Linked DNA regions of Sus scrofa: region 1 is linked to region 2. The links are chromatin contacts, called in public HiChIP or PLAC-seq maps. All regions are on one chromosome and are shown on one strand. Each heading gives the region's core, a stretch centred on a gene start, on an enhancer-like site or on the middle of the called end of the contact. The rest is flanking DNA. Distances are from core to core; before and after follow the strand shown. Region 1 overlaps EP300 (histone acetyltransferase p300). Region 2 has its middle 29 kb from the start of L3MBTL2.

Region 1 (4,519 bases), core at 1,338-3,837, 73 kb before region 2:
GTCACAAACAAGGCTCGGATCTGGTGTTGCTGTGGCTCTGGTGTAGCCCGGCAGCTACAGCTCTGATTCGACCCCTAGCCTGGGAACTTCCATATGCCTTGGGTGCGGCCCTAGAAATGGCAAAAAGACAAAATAATAATGTTTGAGCCTTCTAAATGGAAAAATTTGTAACTGGAAGAGGTATTGTTATGTCATAGAATTATATTTTGAGCCAAAATTGTTGCAGTTTTGCACCCTAGTTTATAACTTCAAAAAAAAAAATCTTTTTTTTTTTTTTTTTTTTTTGACACGCCCCTGACATCTGGAAGTTCCCAGGCAAGGGCTCGAATCTGAGCCATAGCTGCAGCAACACTATGGACACAGTGGATCCTTAATCCACTGCACCACAGCAGGAACTCCAAAAAAAAATCTCAGAGACAATGCAGTGTTTGGGATTATATTGTTAATAATCCTAATTTTGCCTTTTTTTTTTTTTTTTTTTTTTTTTTTTTAAGGGCCGCACTTGTTGCATTTGGAAGTTCCCTGGCTAGGGGTGGAATCAGAGCTGTAGTGCTGGCCTATGCTGTAGCAGCTCAGGATCTGAGCCACTTCTGCAGCCTATACCGTGGCTCATGGCATGACCAGATCCTTAACCCACTGACTGATGCAGGGATCAAACCCGTGTCCTCAGAGATACTAGTTGGGTTCATTACTGCTGAGCAACAGCTGGGAACTCCAGTAATCCTCATTTGAAGGTTATACTTCATTTATGTGTTTCTTGTGGGAAATATTTGTCTAATTTCTCGGAGTTCCCACTGTGGCTCAGTGGTTAATGAATCCGACTAGGAACCATGAGGTTGCGGGTTCAATCCCTGGCCTTGCTCAGTGGGTTAAGGATCCGGTGTTGGCAAGAGCTGTGGTATAGGTCGCAGACATGGCTCGGATCCCACGTTGCTGTGGCTCTGGCGTAGGCTGGCAGTTACAGCTCCGATTAGACCCCTAGCCTGGGAACCTCCATATGCCGCCGGAGCGGCCCAAGAAATGGCAAAAAGACCAAAAAAAAAAAAAAAAGGTGTCTAATTTCTCACGTATCATGGAATTTATCTTTTGATTTTTGGAAACCTAAGTGAGCAGAATATTTTACAAGAGGTTATATGTCTGAATCTGTTGTAAGGACCACAGCAATGTAGAACACATCAAGGGGGACCTACAGAATCAGTATGTAATAATAATGAAAGGATGTTTTGACTCAACACTAGTTTCCCATGTTTAAGCCAAATTTGTTTTTGCTTAGATTGTCGCATTTCTAAAACATGGTCTATTGGGTAAGTGTATTATGCTAAACTTTTCAAATCAGATTTAAATCTGCCCTGTCAGTCACATTTTGTGTCTTTGGATCGAATATACACTCAGATGAAGAAACATTTTGCTCAGTCATTTTGCATTTGAGCATCTGGAAACTTGTCAGTAAACTGGTAAAAGTAGTCTGTTGATGATGTTGATTGGTTGATATTTTAGAAAGTACACTGGAAATGTCTTTCTGAAGTTAGTGTGAGTTCATTCATTGAAAGCTGTTTGTGGTAACTGTACTGCAGTATTTGTCATTGGGTAATTTAAAGATAATGGGGTAAATTTCAGATATGTAAATTTCTAATCAAAGAAAGGGTGGGGTTTAGCAGCAAATTAGATATGTAAGATCTCACCTTAATATCTAGAAAAAGTACTTGCTGTCATTTACTTTCTTACCCCCTACTTCTCAATCCACTGTAGTCTAGCTTTGCTTTTTACAACTTGGCTGAACTACCTAGATTACTAAATACCGTCTATTATCTGTATTCATTGAATTCTCTCTAGAGCATGGAACCCCACTGACCTTTCTTTCTTGGAACCTGGTGTTCCAGGACAGTATTCTTGGTGGATGTGCTGGGCAGTGTTGAGTTTTAGCATTCTTTGCTGGTTAAGATCATTGTCCCTTAAATACTGGCATGTCTGGTTGTCCCCTTAATGTCCAATGGCGACTTAAGCTCCTCATTTCTCTCTCATGTTGCCAGGTGTTCTGCTGATTGCCCATCTGGATAACTATACTCTTAGGTTATGCAAGCCTGAAATTTAGGCGTCATTCTTCTCTTTCTCTTCCTAATCCCCTACATATAGTCAGATCTTTTGATTGGCCTCTCTGGTGCCTCTGGCTCTTTAGCGGCAGCCTCCTTACCACTCTCCCTGATTCTAGACTTGTCTGTCCAATTGATTCTTCATCTTATTTGCCTCAGTGGGCTCTAATAAATGCAGATTTGTTTATATAAGTTTCTGCTTAGTATTCTTCAGTAGATCAGTTTTCTCTCTATAGTAAAAATCCCAAGCTAGTATGTCATAGAACCCTCTAGGTTGCCTCTTATATTTGTTGACCATATAAATTTTATTCACTGATCTGAATTCTCTATGAAGAGCAAGCCCGAGATGATTTATTTCAACTTTAATTTTTTCCCTTTCATTGAAGGAAAAGGAAGAGCCTGAGGATCTTAGGCATCGATTGAAGCTGGTCAGTACTAAAACCCGCTGTCAGGAGTCCCCACTGAGGTGCTGTGGATTAAGGGTACAGACTTGCCACAGCTGTGGTAAAAGTTGCAGTTGTAGCTCGGAGGAATCATCCCTGACCCAGAAACTTCTGTATGCCATGGGTGTGGCCAAAAAAACAAAAACCTACTCTAATAAATTATGACATTTAAATTTCCAATTACTTTTCCCTTGCATCTTCATACATACTGCTTTTCCACTAGTTTTAGCCCATCAGTGGGGTTTTTTTATTTTGTTTTGGTTTTGTTTTTGCTTTTTAGGGCTGCACCCGCTGCATATGGAGGTTCCCAGTCTAGGAGTTGAATCAGGAGCTGCAGCTGCCAGCCCACACCACAGCCACAGCAACGTGGGATTCGAGCTATGTCTGCGATCTACACCACAGCTCATGGCAACACCAGATCTTTAACCGACTGAGCGAGGCCAGGGATCAAACCCACATCTTCTTGGACACTAGTTGGGTTTGTTACCACTGAGCCATGCCAGGGACTCCAGACCATTGAGTTTTATTTGGTATTGATGACAAACTGGTTAAAGGTATAAGTTCTTATTTTTGGTAGCCTTTTTCCAATATTCTGCTCATGAGTTTGCAGCCAGGTTATTTCTAAAAAGTCCCTTGCAGAAGGACCTGATGGGATTTTTTTTTTTTTTTTTTTTTTTTTTTTTTTAAGAGCTGTACATGGCAGCTTATCAAAGTTCCCAGGCTAGGGGGTTGAATTGGAGCTGGAGCTGCCAACCTGTGCCACAGCCACAGCAACTTGGGTTCTGAACCTCGTCTGCGACCTACACCACAGCTTGGGGCATTGCTGGATTCCTAACCCACTGAGTGGGGCCATGATCAGACTGCACCCTCGTGCGGGTTTGTTACCGCTGAGCCGTAACAGGAACTCCATCATTGGAAATTTGATGGTTAAAATAAAATCCACGTATTTTGAGCTTTAGTACTCTTTACTAGTATAGAATTGACTATTTACAATTTGAGTAATTTTTCTTAATCTGGAAATGTTTAAATTTTGTTTAAAAATTGTTTTCTCAGGGAGTTCCTGTTGAGGCTCAGTGGTTAACGAATCCGACTAGGAACCATGAGGTTGCGGGTTCGGTCCCTGGCCTTGCTCAGTGGGTTAAGGATCCGGCGTTGCCGTGAGCTGTGGTGTAGGTTGCAGATGCGGCTCAGATCCCGTGTTGCTGTGGCTCTGGCGTAGGCTGATGGCTGCAGCTCCTATTCGACCCCTAGCCTGGGAGCCTCCATATGCCGCGGGAGCAGCCCAAGAAATAGCTAAAAAGACCAAAAAAAAAAAAAAAAAAAATTGTTTTCTCAGTTTAAAAGTATGTAGAAAGGTTTAGTTCTCATAATTTCAATAATTAAAACAACTGCTAAAAATGAAGCTCTTTGCTTATTGCTTACATAGAACATTCACCTGGGATTTAGGAAACTTAACAGTCTGTATTCAATAGGCAGTAGTACGATCTTAGGGAACCCAGTTATGCACAAGTTTCTGCATCTATAAAGTGAGAGAATCGGTAATTTCTAAACTTGGGCCATCCTTGGGAGGGGCAGTGTTTTAAGAGGCCTGAGGAAAATGAATCTTCATTCTCCCAATTCCTTTGCACCCAATATGGTTCTGCTTTTTTTGTCTGTGTTTCTAAGTAAACACTACTAGAAGATCCCGAAGGATCCTTTGCTCTGTCCCACCTGGAATGTAACTTTTAAAGAGGATTAATAAGTTTACACATATATATATAGACACACACATTTATATGATTTAGAACTATCTTTTAAAATATTAAGAAATGGCGTTCCTGTTGTGGTGTAGTAGAAACGAATCTGAAACATGAGGTTGTGGGTTCGATCCCTGGCCTTGCTCAGTGTGTTAGAGATCTGGTATTGCCGTGAGCTGTGGTGTAGGTCTCAGGCATGGCTTGGTTCTGGCCTTGCTATTGCTGTGGCTGTGGTGTAGGCTGACAGCTG
Region 2 (4,342 bases), core at 824-3,323:
TAACGAATCCAACTAGGAACCATGAGGTTGTGGGTTCGGTCCCTGCCCTTGCTCAGTGGGTTAACGATCCGGAGTTGCCGTGAGCTGTGGTGTAGGTTGCAGACGCGGCTCGGATCCCGCGTTGCTGTGGCTCTGGCGCAGGCCGGTGGCTACAGCTCCGATTCAACCCCTAGCCTGGGAACCTCCATATGCCGCAGGAGCGGCCCAAGAAATAGCAACAACAGCAACAACAACAACAAAAAAAGACAAAAAAAAAAAAAAATGTTGAGAAATACATTTAATGAACGTGCAAGACTTGTACACTGAAAACTACAGGACATCATTGAAAGAAATTAAACAACTAAATAAGTAAAAAGACATCCTTGTTCCTGAATCAGAAGACTGGGAGCACCCAACACTGAAGAAAGCACCCACGCTTCTCATGACTTTGCAGATACTGCATTTTTTACAAACCGAAGGTCGGCAGCACCCCTGCCCTGCATCAAGCAAGTCTACTAGCACCATTTATCCAACAGCCTTTGGCCCCTTAATGTCTGTGTGTCACATTTTGGTCATTCTCCCAATACTTCAAGGTTTTTCGTTGTGATTATTTTTGGGCTACACATGGTAGGCAGGCAGAAGTTCCCAGGCCAGGGATCGAATCCACACCACAACAGTAACCAGAGCCAAAGCAATGACAATGCTGGATCCCTAACCAGCTGAGCCACCAGGGAACTCATTATATTTGCTTCCGTGACCTGTGATCTTTGATGTTACTATGGCAATTATCTTTTAGCTCACTCCATGCTTGGGCTCTGGTCACACAGGTCCCCTGCATCCTGGGCCCGAGCCCAGCACTCATTTCACCTCAAGGCCCACGTGCTCTGCTGGCCCTGCCCTGGCCCTAACCAATCTGATGAGCTCCTTCTGATCCTGCAGCTCTCAGCCACAGTGTCACCTCCTCAAAGAAGTCCTCCACCTCTAGCTGAAGAAGCCACACCACTGCCGTCTAGACGCTGCCATTTAATGCTTCCTAGAACCCTTTACTCTGATAGATTTTCCTGGTTTGTTTTGTTTTGTTTTGTTTTGTTTTGTTTTGTTTTTCTGCCATTTCTTGGGCCGCTCCCACGGCATATGGAGGTTGCCAGGTTAGGGGTCGAATCGGATCTGTAGCCACCAGCCTACGCCAGAGCCACAGCAACTCAGGATCCGAGCCGCGTCTGCAACCTACACCACAGCTCACGGCAATGCCGGATCCTTAACCCACTGAGCAAGGCCAGGGATCGAACCCGCAACCTCATGGTTCCTAGTTGGCTTCATTAACCGCACTGAGCCACGATGGGAACTCCGATTTTCCTGTTTATTGTTTCAACCCTGTGGACTGGTGTTTAGGTTTTGGGTTTTTGTTTTTGTTTGGTTTTTTGGCTGTACCCACAGCATGTGGGCCAGAGATTAAACCTGCACCTCAGTTGCAGCAATGGTGGATCCTTAACCCACTGCACCACAAGGGAACTTCCTCCCTGGTTTAAGTCCTGGTTCCACTGCCCACTGGCTGTGTGATTTTGGTCAGTGACAATTAAAGCCAAAAGTTCTTGAGAACTTGCTACTGGCCAGGCACGGCTGAGCTCTAAATGTCAGCACCTCGTCTAATGCTCACAAAACCCCAGCAAAGTGCGTGCTACGGTGAATTCAGTTTCACACATGAGAAAACTGAGATGCAAGAAGATTCAAGAAGGTGCCCAGGAGTTCCCGTCATGGCACAGTGGAAACGAATCTGACTAGGAACACTGAGCTTCCGGGTTCACTCCCCAGCCTCGCTCAGTGGGTTAAGGATCCAGTGTTGCCATGAGCTGTGGCGGAGGCCGGCAGCTGGAGCTCCAATTCGACCCCTAGCCTGGGAACCTCCTATGCCGCGGGAGTGGCCCCAAAACGATAAAAAGACAAAAAGAGAGTTCCATAAAAGAATTACACAAATCCATCTGTGCCACAGTGCCCTCATCTGGAGCAGGCCGCTTACCTCTCAGAGTAGAGGACACAGTGTCTAATAAGAGGCCCGCTGGCTTCTCCTTTGGCGCGAGGTCCAGGACAGCAGGGCTGTTGGAAGCCGCGGAGCTGGTGGTAGCTGGTGGGCGTGTCCAGCTGCCTCGGGAGGGTCCTCGCTGGGCAGGGCCTGGCTCCACTGGCATCGACAGTTTGGCAGACGCCCAGACTGCATAACGCATGTGACAAGGGACTCTAAGACACACACATTGCCTGGATTGAGCGTGGATAATGTTTTGATCTGTGTCTCTGTGGGCAAAGTTAGCAAATGAATACACAGATCCACTAGAGTTCCCTTTGGGGAAAACTCAGGTCAGGAGTGTGAATTCGCTCTGCTCCAAGAGACGCGGAATGAAGAGGGAAGACCACGAGGGAGAAGAGGAACAGGAACTAGAACAGAGTTCAGGCAGCGGGAAGAACAGCCTGACTTGGTACAGACGTGTCCCGCGGCGGGAGCAGAAGCGGAGGGCGCAGCACGTGGGGCAGGACAGAAGGCTGTGCCCACAATGCACCTGCTTACAAATTACAGCTTAGCTATCTTTGGAGTCCAGTATAGCAGTTCGCAAGGGATAAGAACACTGTGGAAGGGACAGGAAGGAACCATGCTCCGGGGATGCCCTGCCGAGAGGAGGGAAAGAAGTCCAAGCACCAGAAAGAGGGGCTGAGCAGGGGGTGGAGAGAGCGAGCGAGCTAAGCGCACTGTGAGGATGTCAAAGCCAAAGCCGTGTTTTTTCCGTTTTCGGTTTTAGGGCTGCACCTGCGGCACATGGAGGTTCCCAGGCTAGTAGCTGAATCGGAGCTGCAGCCATCGGCCTGCACCAGAGCCACAGCAACGCCAGATCCAAGCCACATCCTCATGGATACTACTTGGGTTCGTTACTGCTGAACTATAGTGGGAACTCCCTTGCCAAAGCCATTTTAATGCAAAGTGAACCTGAACTGGGGCTTACACACCATTCCCAGGCTGGTGGACACACACAGGGCAGAGAAATCAGAATGGATGGGACAAGGACACAATGCAAATGGAACTGAGGAAGGGGGCTGGAGTCAAAGCCATGTGCAAGATGAACACAGAGGCAACAGCCCCATTAGAGGATGTCACCAGAGCATCTATAATGACATCCTATCAGCAGGAGGGCAAATGCCATGTCGTATGTTTATTTTAAAATTTGTACCAGGGGAGTTCCCGGCATGGCACAGTGGTTAACGAATCCAACTAGGAACCATGAGGTTGCAGGTTCAATTCCTGGCCTTGCTCAGTGGACCAAGGATCCAGCATTGCCATGAGCTGTGGTGCAGGTCGAGGATGCGGCTTGGATCCCGCATTGCTGTGGCTCTGGTGTAGGCCAGCAGCTACAGCTCCAGTTAGACCCTTAGCCTGGGAACTTCATATGCCTCGGGGGTGGCCCTAGAAAAGATAACAAAAATAAATAAAATAAAATAAAATTTGTACCTGGGAGTTCCCATTGTGGTGCAGTGGAAACGAATCCAACTAATATCCATGTTGTTTCAGGTTCAATCCCTGGCGTCACTCAGTGGTTTAAGGATCTGGTGTTGCTGTGAGAGCTATGGTGTAAGTTGCAGACTTGGCTTGGATACTGCATTGCTGTGTCTGTGGCATAGGCCAGCAGCTGTAGCTCCAATTCAATCCCTAGCCTGGAAACTTCCATAGGCCGCACATGCAGACCTAAAAAAAGGCATAAAAAAATTGTATCCCTATCTCATCCCCAAAGAAATATAAGCTTTTTTTTTTTTTTTTTTTTTTTTTGCTTTTCAGGGCCATATCCACAGCATATGGAGGTTCCCAGGCTGGGGTCAAATCAGAGCTGCAGCTGCCAGCCTACACCGCAGCTCATGGCAACACTGGATCCTTTAACCCACTGAGTGAAACCAGGGATAGAACCTGTGTCCTCAGGGATACTAGTCAGGTTCTTTACCTCTGAGCCATGACAGGAACTCCTGAGAAGCTTTATAAAAATTCACAATTAGAGTTCCCACCAGGGCACAGTGGGTTAAGCATCAGACTGCAGCAGCTCAGGTGTCTGTAGAGGCATGGGTTTGATACCCAGCACAGCTCAGTGAGTTAAAGGATCCAGTGTTGCTGCAGCTATGGCCTGGATTCAATCCCTGGCCCAGGAACTTCCATATGCTTAGGGTGCAGCCAGAAAATTAAAACTAAAAAATAAAAGATTCACAATTAAAGATTAAAAGTAAATGAAGGAAGTCAGAAGGAGAAAGACAAATATGATATGCTATCACTTATATGTGCAATCAAAAATGTGGCACAGCAATAGCACCGCCTAGAAATAACATAGCTTTATTT

What was found. HiChIP or PLAC-seq counts read pairs in DNA pulled down with a chosen protein or histone mark.
Region 1: an H3K27ac HiChIP or PLAC-seq map of alveolar macrophages shows a contact between it and region 2. The contact joins two enhancer-like sites. A contact is called at or near these places in 1 of 47 Hi-C or Micro-C datasets (liver) and 1 of 2 datasets of contacts at active chromatin or transcription factors (alveolar macrophages).

What each region holds. Positions count from the first base shown.
Region 1 is chr5:7,377,704-7,382,222 of Sscrofa11.1, reverse strand. All of the region lies in intron 1 of EP300 (histone acetyltransferase p300), which reads left to right. Among named protein-coding and RNA genes, the nearest start is that of EP300, 15 kb to the left of the region's middle. Within about 2 kb of position 2,587, at least 1 of the 83 cell types and tissues checked has an H3K27ac peak or open chromatin away from gene starts, as enhancers often do. A contact at or near this core is called in alveolar macrophages, where this site is marked.
Region 2 is chr5:7,304,467-7,308,808 of Sscrofa11.1, reverse strand. No RefSeq gene overlaps it. Among named protein-coding and RNA genes, the nearest start is that of L3MBTL2, 29 kb to the right of the region's middle. Within about 2 kb of position 2,073, at least 8 of the 83 cell types and tissues checked have an H3K27ac peak or open chromatin away from gene starts, as enhancers often do. A contact at or near this core is called in alveolar macrophages, where this site is marked.